Linked DNA regions of Mus musculus: region 2 is linked to region 1. Evidence: chromatin contacts called from public HiCAR-type data. All regions are on one chromosome and are shown on one strand. Each heading gives the region's core, a stretch centred on a gene start, on an enhancer-like site or on the middle of the called end of the contact. The rest is flanking DNA. Distances are from core to core; before and after follow the strand shown.

Region 1 (5,146 bases), core at 1,216-3,715:
TATTTAGAAAAAGAAAACACCAACAAAACCCTTTTTATTTTGAAATCACTTAAGACTCACAAGAATTTGCAAAACAAGTACAGCCTGTTCCTCTTTGCTCTTCATCCTGCTTTCCCAGCGAGAGCATCTTACATAACCACAGCACATTAGTGGAGAGGAGATGCTGCCGCCCTGCCGCCAGCTGACTTGCGGCATCCTCAGGTCTCTAGATTTTCTATGCATGGTTATAACAAAGGGCTTGCATTGTACAACATGTGAATTGAATAGACCGTGTGCTGGGGAGGGAATCCAGTCTTGTTTGCTGAGCACATAGCATGGACTCGAGAGGCACAGCAACAGAGGAACCTGTCCGTGAGACCCATAACTGACGGATCTCACGTGAAGGGGTTGATTGAGGAGGGCGACTCCAAAGATCTATCCAAAAGTAGAAGTGGAAAGTTCCTCTCTAAGTAAACACACATGTCGTGACCTCTGTGGCCAGTTCTTAACAGAGTCATTTCAAATATCTGGCTGACTGAGGGCTCAGCCAGGTGTGCAGCCAGCCTGGGTCATGGGGAGATTGAAAGGCTGTGGGCCTTCCAGGTGGAGAGTCACCAGCTTCAGTGGGGGCTGAAGCCTAAGTGTGTTTATGTGTAAGTGTTGCAGGTCCTTGGGTCCTAAACAGCATTGGAGCTCCCTCTCTGTTACACCCATAGTCCCTGGCACCTTTACCTGGTGGCAGTACCCAGTGTATTTCACCTAGGTCTTTGCCCGTGATAGCTTCTACCTGCCACAGCCACAAGAATTCTGCCTGTTGCGGCTGATTCAGGGGTAGTAAGAAAGAACAGTGTTTTCTTTCAGAGGACACACACATACACACACACACACACACACACACACACACACACGCCCTAACCAAGCAGTCTGAAGCAAAGGAAAGATCTCTGAACCAACATCACTAAATCAGCAACTGCGATAGAACCAAGACAGGCTATTGAGGTTGAAGTATAAACGGCATCTCTGAGCTCCCCAGGGAGCAGGGTGAGAAGGCAAAACAATCAGAGGAGGATTCTCTGGGATTGCAAAGCCGAGTCCACAAATCTCCCAGCCCATCTCTAGCATTAGTTGTCTCTGTCACGGTACACCCACGCTCCACACGGCAACTACATCCTCACAGAACTGAGCTTCTATCATACTTTGCTTGAAGGTTCTAGAGAAAACTGCCCCATGGGTCATGTGTGGTAAGCTTGGTCCTAGTACATAAAGAAGGGTCTGTCTTAGAGTAATCCCCTCTAACGAGGTTAGTGGTCTTTCCCTTTAGCGAAGCATGTGTAAATGCTCCTTGAACTTTTGGGCAGCCTCTGTTTGAAGGGAGTATAAAACCCTCTGTCCTGCAGATGCTGTCCTGGCCTGTTACATTCTAACAGAAAGGCTCAAAGGCTCCACTCAGAAACTCCTGCTGTACGTGGTGGAAATGGAGGCTTGGCCTACAGGCTGTCTCATAGGCACAAATAAAATCTCACTTGTGAATCTAAATCTGGAATTATTTCCAAAAAAATCAATCAGAGGGGGAGGGGAGGATGCAAATTCTATCATAGCGTCTGCTAGCCTGCATCTTATCTCTTAGTTCTAAATATCATAGCTTGACCAGCTTTCCCTGGAAAACTGTGTCAACATTCCTATCAAGATGTTTCCAAGACCTCTTTCCTCCTCCTCTTCCTCCTCCTCCTCCTCCTCCTCCTCCTCCTCCTCCTCTTCCTCCTCCTCTTCCTCCTCCTCCTCCTCCTCCTCCTCCTCCTCCTCCTCCTCCTCCTCCTCCTCCTCCTCCTCCTCCTCCTCCTCCTCCTCCTCCTCCTCTTCTTCTTCTTCTTCTTCTTCTTCTTCTTCTTCTTCTTCTTCTTCTTCTTCTTCTTCTGAAGTTGGTTAAAAACAAGCCCTTAGATCTGCACCGCATAGATTTTGATGCTGATGGAGCTTTGGACTTCCTATATTCTTCCTGGCTGGACTCTATGTACGTACTAAAGGCAATGTGTTCTAGGTGAGTTTGCAATCTATCTTTAAGGATGGCGAGTGGTCCAGCCATGGGCAGAATTTAGCCTTTGGATGATCCCTGAGCTGAAGGAGGCAGCAGCTGCTAAGGATGGAGATGAGAATGGGTCCATGTGAACAGATGCTTCACAAGCCCTTTTTATCTGATAAATAAGGAAGGCAAGCTTTGGCTGGTGTGTGTGTGTGTGTGTGTGTGTGTGTGTGTGTGTGTTCCCATCCTGCATTTCCTACCCATATCTGAATTCCTCCAACATGCCCTGGAGGTTTCTCAGAGGACCTAAATGCCTATCCTTGAAAGCCTCAGGGTCAGGCTTTCTGAGTTCCTGGGGCTGTTTTTAATCCAGTGGAGCTCTGGGGCGCGACTTCCTTGTGTGGCTCCTCCAAGCTGCTTCCTCTGAATACCAAGGAAAATTCCCTGCTCTTACCATCTGATGTGTTCTCATGAATCATACTTGGAAGCCAGGCTTGGGTCTAAATGTCACCCGCATGCTGACTACACAGGCAACACTGAATACTCTGCTCCAAGGGTAATAAGGCTGGCATCATTATTGTGATCTGAAATTTCTTAGGAAATTTCTTTTTTTAACTCCATGAAACAGAAAGAAAGAAAGAAAGAGAGAGAGAGAGAGAGAGAGACAGAGAGAGACAGAGAGAGAGAGAGACAGAGAGACAGAGAGAGAGACAGAGAGAGAGAGGAAGAGAGGAAGAGAGGAAGAGAGGAAGAAAGGAAGAAAGGAAGAAAGAAAGAAACATATTAAAAATGTTGTTTTATTAGCAAAAACTAAAGCCAGAGTGATTTTCTATAACATGACTATTACTGTAATTGTGTCTCACCTATAAGAAGGGTTTGGCCCCATAGCCTTCTCAGAGGCTACATCAGTCTAGATCTCTCTTCATGGGAGCTTTAGAATGTTCAGTGCTGGCTAGGGGAGAAGCTCAGGGGTCAAGTTCTTGCCTAGTTTGCATTAAAGCCCTGTGCTCCATGTCTACCATCATATAAAACTGGACACAATCCCATCACTCCAGGGGGTCAGAAGTTAACTTCAGCTATATAGCAAATTTGATACCAGCCTTGGAAACATGAGACTTTGTTGCCAAAAAAAAAAAAAAAAAAAACCCAAAAACTAAACGAAACAAAACCAAAACTTTGTTTTTGACGAGGTTTGGCATTGCTGTAGACATGGCCTATTTAAGAAAGAACCCATTTCTGGTGGCAGGAATTTATTTTGCTTCTGTGAAGCAGCCATGTTTTATTCTGATGAATAACAATCATCTTCTTTAAAGTAAAATTTCAAATCTTTTTAGGTTTAATTTTATGTTTATGAGTATTTTGCCTGCATGTATGTATCACAGCACACACAAGCCTGGTACCTGTGGTCATCAGAGGAGGGCATTGGATTTCCCAGAACTGGAATTACTGATGGTTGTGAACCACTGTGTGGGTACTGGGAACTGGTGGGAACTGAACCCAGGTCCTCTGCAAGGCTAGCAAGTGCTCTGAGCCACCTCTCTAGGCCCAAACACGAGCTGTCTTTATAGCCGGGCTAACTTATCAAACCAAGCTTCATCAGCAGGATTCTAAAGATTCTTTGCCCAGGTGAACAAGATGCTGTCGCTAACCTTGAATCCACGGAGTCTTTTAAAGTACGCATAATTCTCCCCCAGCAAGGCAACTACCAAGTAAATTGTAATATACTTATAGTACTGATGGCCACGTAACAGTTGGAGCAAATTAGCTAGCTCTTTCTCTAAGAGCATGGACTGAGCGCCAAGGACTACTGTCAGACAAAAAGAGCAAGTCACAGAATCAAACAAAGGCTAGAATGACATTTATGTCAAAACCAGAAACATAAATATGGCCATTCCTCTACTGAACAATAGCGTGGCTTTTCTCTCGATAGATTTGTAAGCGACATGCCTCTGGGAAGTGTGGGGACAGACAGGTTCAGGGATGAAAGGGAAAGGACACTTTGAACAATATCTGAGAGGATGCAGGGGAGGACATGGATTCATACACCTTCCCTGTATCCCGAATGACGGTGAAGCCCCTCTGCTCGCACTGGGTCCGTTCCATTTGCTTCACGAGATGTCGGCTGCATGTTAGAGAAACCGAGGCAGATATCGTATCTGATAACGAATGGACTCTGCCTGCAGTTCCTTGAGCAACCTACCAAGAAGTTACCTATACCTATGTAAGAGTATTTGACAGCATAGTCTACATCTCTATAAGTTATGTTATGGGTCTGGAGAGAGGCTCAGAGGTTAAGGTCATTTGCTGCTCTCCCAGAGGATCTACATTCAGGCTCCACACCCATGTCAGGGATTTCACAGTGACCTGTAACCTGCTGTTCCAGGGGGATCTGATGCCTTCTTTCTGTCTCCTCAGACACTCACATGAATGTGCACATACACCACAGACACAGAAAACATATTTTAAAGGAATAGCATGGCTTATGTCTTCCTATTTTGCATAGTGTATATACATACCATTTCTGGGTATTGATATATGTCTGCATGTCAAACTTCAAATTACCAAAGAACCATGGATAGATCACGATATCAAAATGCTTTAAATGTGTAAATACTCACACACTAAAGCTTAAGCAATGTTCATTTGAAAATCAACACACTTTCCAGATATGCGTCTTCATCTTGCTTTAAAATGATTTACTGTGTACCTACTATGTGTTGGTGGCCTGCACCGAGTAGGAAAAACTCCAGTGGGATCCTAGTCTCACTGGGGGCAGATTAAGTTATGCTACAGGAGCAAACCACTCCTAAATTTCAATAGCTAAACACACACTTATTTCTCATCCCTTTGAGATCTTCCTCAGAGGACAGCCTCTGACAGGGGTAGACCCAAGTCGTCTGGCAGAAGAGAAAGAGAAAGGGCAGGGCAGTATTACTCAAAGTCCCTTTCATCCTTCACCTAAGAATGGTGCCGGCATTTCTTCTCCAGTTTTATTGGTTCAGGTACGACGCACAGGAGAGCTGGGAGTCAACAAGGCAGAGAATATATAACTCCCTCCCCAAGAGTGGACAACGAAGATTTGAACATCACTATCTACAAAGAACCTCAGCAGGCTTAGTCTCCACTTCCGTTCTCTATGAGTTGGCA
Region 2 (5,146 bases), core at 1,164-3,663, 260 kb after region 1:
TTTGTTTGGCTTTTCTGCGGGTGGTTGGTTGGTTAGTTGGTTACTTTGTTTGTTAGTTTGAATTTTCACCTGAAACCAATTCAATTCTGGCCAATACACAACAGCAACAGTGTGTTAAAATGAAATTTTCAGAATTTCAGTGATAACATGTCTATGTGTTTGTGTGTATGTGTGTGTGTGTCTACATGTGTATATGTGTGTGTGTGTGCATGGTCTGCATGTGTCTGTGTATATGTATATGCCTGTGTATATCTGTGTGTGTGTATATGTGTGTATTCAGTGTAGATTCACATATACTAATGTACAAGTTCATGTGGTGGCCAGAGGACAACCTTGAGTGTCATTTCTCAGAATTCATGTATTTTTTTTGACACAAAGTCTCTCACTGGCCTGTAACTTGGTAGCATAGGCTAAACAGGTTGGCCTGCAGCCTTAGGCATTTGCCTGTGTCTGTGTCCCTAGTGCTGGGATTATAAGAATACACCAGTAACAGTGAGTCTATTATTTTTAAATGTAGATTATGAGGCTCTAACTCAAAACAGTGTCCTCACACTTACAGAGAAAGCGCTTCCCAGCTGTGATTTCTCCCTAGCCTGAGTGATAATATTTTTAGGGAAACAATTTTTTAATACCATGGATTTGTGTGTGAGAGAGACTCTGCATTCCTATGAAGAATTGAGAAAAAATGGAGGAGAAGCAGGTAAGCTAGAGTACCTGGGGATCTCTCCTGCCTTCAGAGGAGACTCGGCCAGGAGGGATGGTGGGAAGACTATACCAAGGAGGACAGGGAGTCGCCTCTCTCTGCCAGTGCCTAAAACATGGCATTGAGAGGGAATCTGAAGTTGAGGGAGGAACAGGAATGACTAGTGAGCGAGATCTGCCACAGGTGCAGGCAAGAGCAGCCAGATCTGTGTCCTAACCGGGACCGAGTTCCCCTTTTGTGAATAATGTGAGAGAATAGACCTGAACCTAAGCCAAGGCTGTTTCACTCCCAGTGGAGACTTCACTTCTCAAAGTAGCAAAGTGATCATTGTTTAACAGGTTAACACACATTGGCAGTTCTTCATATTAAAATCAACAACAACAAACTAAAACAAAACTCTAGCGCTCCGTGAAGCTCATTCAAACTTACCTAATCCTGCATTAAACTCCCAACGAGCCTCTTAGAAACCCCCACTCCAATCCAAAAGCCAACAGGGTCTGTACACAGCGGGCTTAAGCTGCCGAGCCTCCAATCTAGGAGCAATCCACACTCTACCCTCCCATGTTCGTTCCCTTTGCCTCCAGATGTCTCCAAACACAAAAATAACTCTAAAGTCCAATTTTGATCTTGTGTTGGAAATGCAAAGACAAGAACGTTAAAGAAGACAGTGCATACAGTCATGTGGGTGATGTTTAGACAAATAAATAGCTATATAACAATTTGATTCGAATTTTTCCACCACCCTAACAGACAGACACACACCCACACACAGACACACCTCTTACCCACAGGCACACTAAATTTTGCAGAGAAATCAAATGCGTGTATGTGCGCGTATTTAGAAAGAACCCTGAGCATTTGTGTTTCCTCAAACAGCACACAGTAGGTACTTCATGTGTCATGCTATGTGCTGGCAGGCTTGTCATAAATGACTCTAACTTTATGAACTGACCTCAGTTGAGTATGCTTCATGGGATGGAAAATGTCCTGTCGATGCTCTTTCCACATTAATAATACAGATATAAGTAACAGGCAAGGGCGTTATAAAGGCATCTTTAAAACTGTATGACCCGGCTTGACCCGAGCCTGAGCAACGGAACGCCTGGATCAAGTTGCAACTTGCAGAAAATACAGAGGAGTCTCACAAACCAGGAGGCAGAGGAACCTCACCAGCTCTTCCTGAGTCCCCTATTCAACCTAGGCAGGTGTCGCCAGAATGTCAACCTTAAGATCCTGTCTTTTAACCGTGCATTTGTTTTGTGTGGCTTTCTTCATCTGTGTTCTACTGTTCCATCAAAGGTTTAAATTATGACCCAACATTGCTCCCCAAGGAATCTCTAAAGCTGAAAACTCCAATACACATGTAGCCATTTAACTTTAAATTTTAATGAATTAAAATTAAATAATAAAAAATTCAGTTCCTCATTTCAAGGGTTTACTAGCCAGATGGTATCTGTGGCTACTGCATCGCAATGATACACAGTACAGGTTTCCTGATGGCACAAAATCCTATGGGGCGGTCAGTGGTCGTCTAGGCAAATGGGGGCTTTCAGGATTGCCAGAGATCCAGGGATTCCTAGGTCATTTCTGCCAGCAAGTGCAGGCAATCTCTAGATCGGTGGTTTGCATTCCTATTAATCCTTGCTTACAGAAAGGATTCCTGCCGCTGACAAGCAGTATAAACTCACAGACATCCACCCAGCAACCACATGGACAACAAGCTGACCTCACCCAGAGTAACATTACTCTAGTGCAGCCAACAGTGAGCTAGGGACAAAGGACAAATCTGAATCGCCATCAAAGAAAACATCTGGCTCCTACACGGATGTACCTCACCCATACAACTGATGGCAACCTGTGGCCTCCATGACTGGGAGAAAATTGGCCAAGAGAGATTCTAAGAGGAAAAAAAATGTGGGATTTGAATTGGAATCCTAGAACAGAAAATAGATATTTGTGGAAATTTTGAGAAAAATTCAAAGAAAGTTTATAACTCGGCAACATAGCTGTGCTACCATTCATTTCCCGGTTTTGATCACGGTACGATGGCTGTGTCAGTGTTGACACTGGGGGAAGTAACGGGAGATGGAGAAACTCCCTGCCTTCTTTATAAAGTATGTGTGTGTGTGTGTGTGTGTGTGTGTGTGTGTGTGTGAGAGAGAGAGAGAGAGAGAGAGAGAGAGAGAGAGAGAGCAAGAGAGAGAGAGAGAGGAAGAGAGAGAGAGGAAAAGTAAATTAGTTTAGGAAAAGAATCCTATTTCTTCTAAAGTAAACAAAGAATTGGGAATGATGGCACACACCTGTAATTACAGAACTTTGAAGTTTAGACACAGGAGGAACATGCTTTCGAGGCCAACCTAGACAACAATGTGAGACCCAGTTCCCCAAAATTAATTAATTAATAACCCATGTAATTAAAGCAGAGGCTGACAGGAAGGAGCTCCAGTTAGAACTAGTCACAGCTGGACCACTTTGAGACAAGATGTGCTTGACACAACCAGAGCACATGGAATAAACCCATGTAAGGCTCCTCTCACCGAGAACCACCCAGGGATTTCCCTCCAGAGACGTGAGCTGGGCTACTGGGAAGGAAGTGTGCCACGGGAGGAGGCTGCCATCCCAGAGGGACAATGGAGAATTAATGAGAGTGAAAGGACAGTCAAAGAGTTCACCAATATTCATACACACCTCATCCACGGTGATGGTTTCAAACTGTCTTTAGAATATCTTCAACACAACCTACCTTCCTCAGTTTTAGGTCTTGAACATGTTTCAAAGACTGTTAGAGTGATACGGAATGCCCAAGAGAATGGATGCCCAGAGAACTCACCAATGAGAAAGAACTATCTTTTGGTAGTGACTTTTAAATCATTTATTACGTTTTATTGTGTGTGTGTGTGTGTGTATGTGTGTCTGTGTGTGTGTCTGTGTGTGTGTCTGTGTGTGTGTGTGTCTGTGTCTGTGTGTGTGTGTGTGTCTGTGTGTGGGTGTCTGTGTGTGTGTGTGTCTGTGTGTGTCTGTGTGTGTGTGTGTGTGTGTGTGTGTGTGTGTGTACGTGTGCACAGTGGCACACATGTGAAGGTCAGAGGACAATCAGTGAAAATCAGTGATTTCTTTCTACCAGGCAGATACTAGGGATTGAACTCAGGTTTTGAAGCTTCGCAGAAAATACCCTTATATTCACGGAGCCACCTTGCTAATCCCAGGGCCAATCTTTAATGCAACTTAGAAATAAACCCAGCACATGGGAAACATTTTTCCCCCCCCTGAGGAATATTTACAAGACTTTAGTGTTGTACTCAGCTTTGGCCAGAAAATAAATATTGGCAACTGGAGTGAATAAGCATTGTTGTTTCATTTATCATTGGATCCGCCACTTTGTTTATTTTGTATGCTTATTAGCTGCGTCCACAGTTCTGAGATCAGAACCTCAAATCTACAACACAGAAACTGTAGGAAGCAAAGGCTTAACTCTGACTCTGGCTTGGACTGTTGTCTAGAAATAACTTCCTTTCTGAGAGTGGGACCACTTGGAGTACTGCGAGCGAAGCAACCAAATATAAACGCCGCAGTTTATATCAGCCTGGGAGTCTTGCTCGGGGGATGACTAAAAATATGTGCATCTGAAGATTAAGAGAACAAAAACAATTAATTAATTAATTAATTAATTAAACTGCAAAATCAGTTCTGGTAGAAGATCAAGGCATGCTAAGAAACAACGAACGGTATATAATTCCAAAGGAAGTCTTTTCCTTGCTCATGAACTCTCAATATAATACAAATTCAAAAGTCTTTTTATTTTAAATAGGTATTTGCATACAATTGCCAGGCTGTTTATCTATAAATTATCAAAGTTAAACATACCACCATCCTACTTTATTTGGAACTCCTAGAGTTAAATGAAAGCTGTGATTCTATTCCTAGAAGAAACTGTTATTTTCCAAAGAAAGCTAGAGGAACCTGGGGCCTGCACTACAAACATCCCTTGGGCTGCTGGATGTGGTACGGATGTTGCTGGGTAGGTACCCGCGCTCATAGGCAGCAGCATTTCTGACTCCAGTCCACGGAGCGCAATACAGAAACACATGAGCTGCTCCATGGCTCTTCATCTTCCTTGTTTGTGCTGTGTCTTCCTTTGAAAAGACATCTCTCACTGAACCTACAGCTTGCTGCTTCAGCCAATGAGCCCCTGGGATCTGCACGTCTTCAGCACTTAGCACCAGTACAGGCAGGAGCCACCACACCAGCTTTTACATGGGTACTGAGTACCTCACATCTGCTCGGTAAGCACTTTATCTGCTGAGTGATCTCCCCAGACCAAGGGTTTACTTTAAATGAAGGGAGGAAGAAAGAGAGAGAGGGAGAGGGAGAGGGAGAGAGACAGAGGGGGGGGGGGAGCCAAAGCATCCACAAAAGCATTAGCAACATATCTCGTTATCATAT

What was found. HiCAR-type assays count read pairs that join an accessible place to other places.
Region 2: a contact with region 1 is called in a HiCAR-type map of fibro-adipogenic progenitors, with 5 times the contacts expected there. The contact joins two enhancer-like sites. A contact is called at or near these places in 3 of 115 datasets of contacts at active chromatin or transcription factors (fibro-adipogenic progenitors, large pre-B cells and memory CD8 T cells).

The regions. Positions count from the first base shown.
Region 1 is chr11:108,062,181-108,067,326 of GRCm38.p6, forward strand. The region is part of intron 3 of Prkca (protein kinase C, alpha); the gene reads right to left. Among named protein-coding and RNA genes, the nearest start is that of Gm51922, 48 kb to the right of the region's middle. Within about 2 kb of position 2,466, at least 27 of the 459 cell types and tissues checked have an H3K27ac peak or open chromatin away from gene starts, as enhancers often do. A contact at or near this core is called in fibro-adipogenic progenitors, where this site is marked.
Region 2 is chr11:108,324,553-108,329,698 of GRCm38.p6, forward strand. All of the region lies in intron 2 of Prkca (protein kinase C, alpha), which reads right to left. Among named protein-coding and RNA genes, the nearest start is that of Prkca, 17 kb to the right of the region's middle. Within about 2 kb of position 2,414, at least 3 of the 459 cell types and tissues checked have an H3K27ac peak or open chromatin away from gene starts, as enhancers often do. A contact at or near this core is called in fibro-adipogenic progenitors, where this site is marked.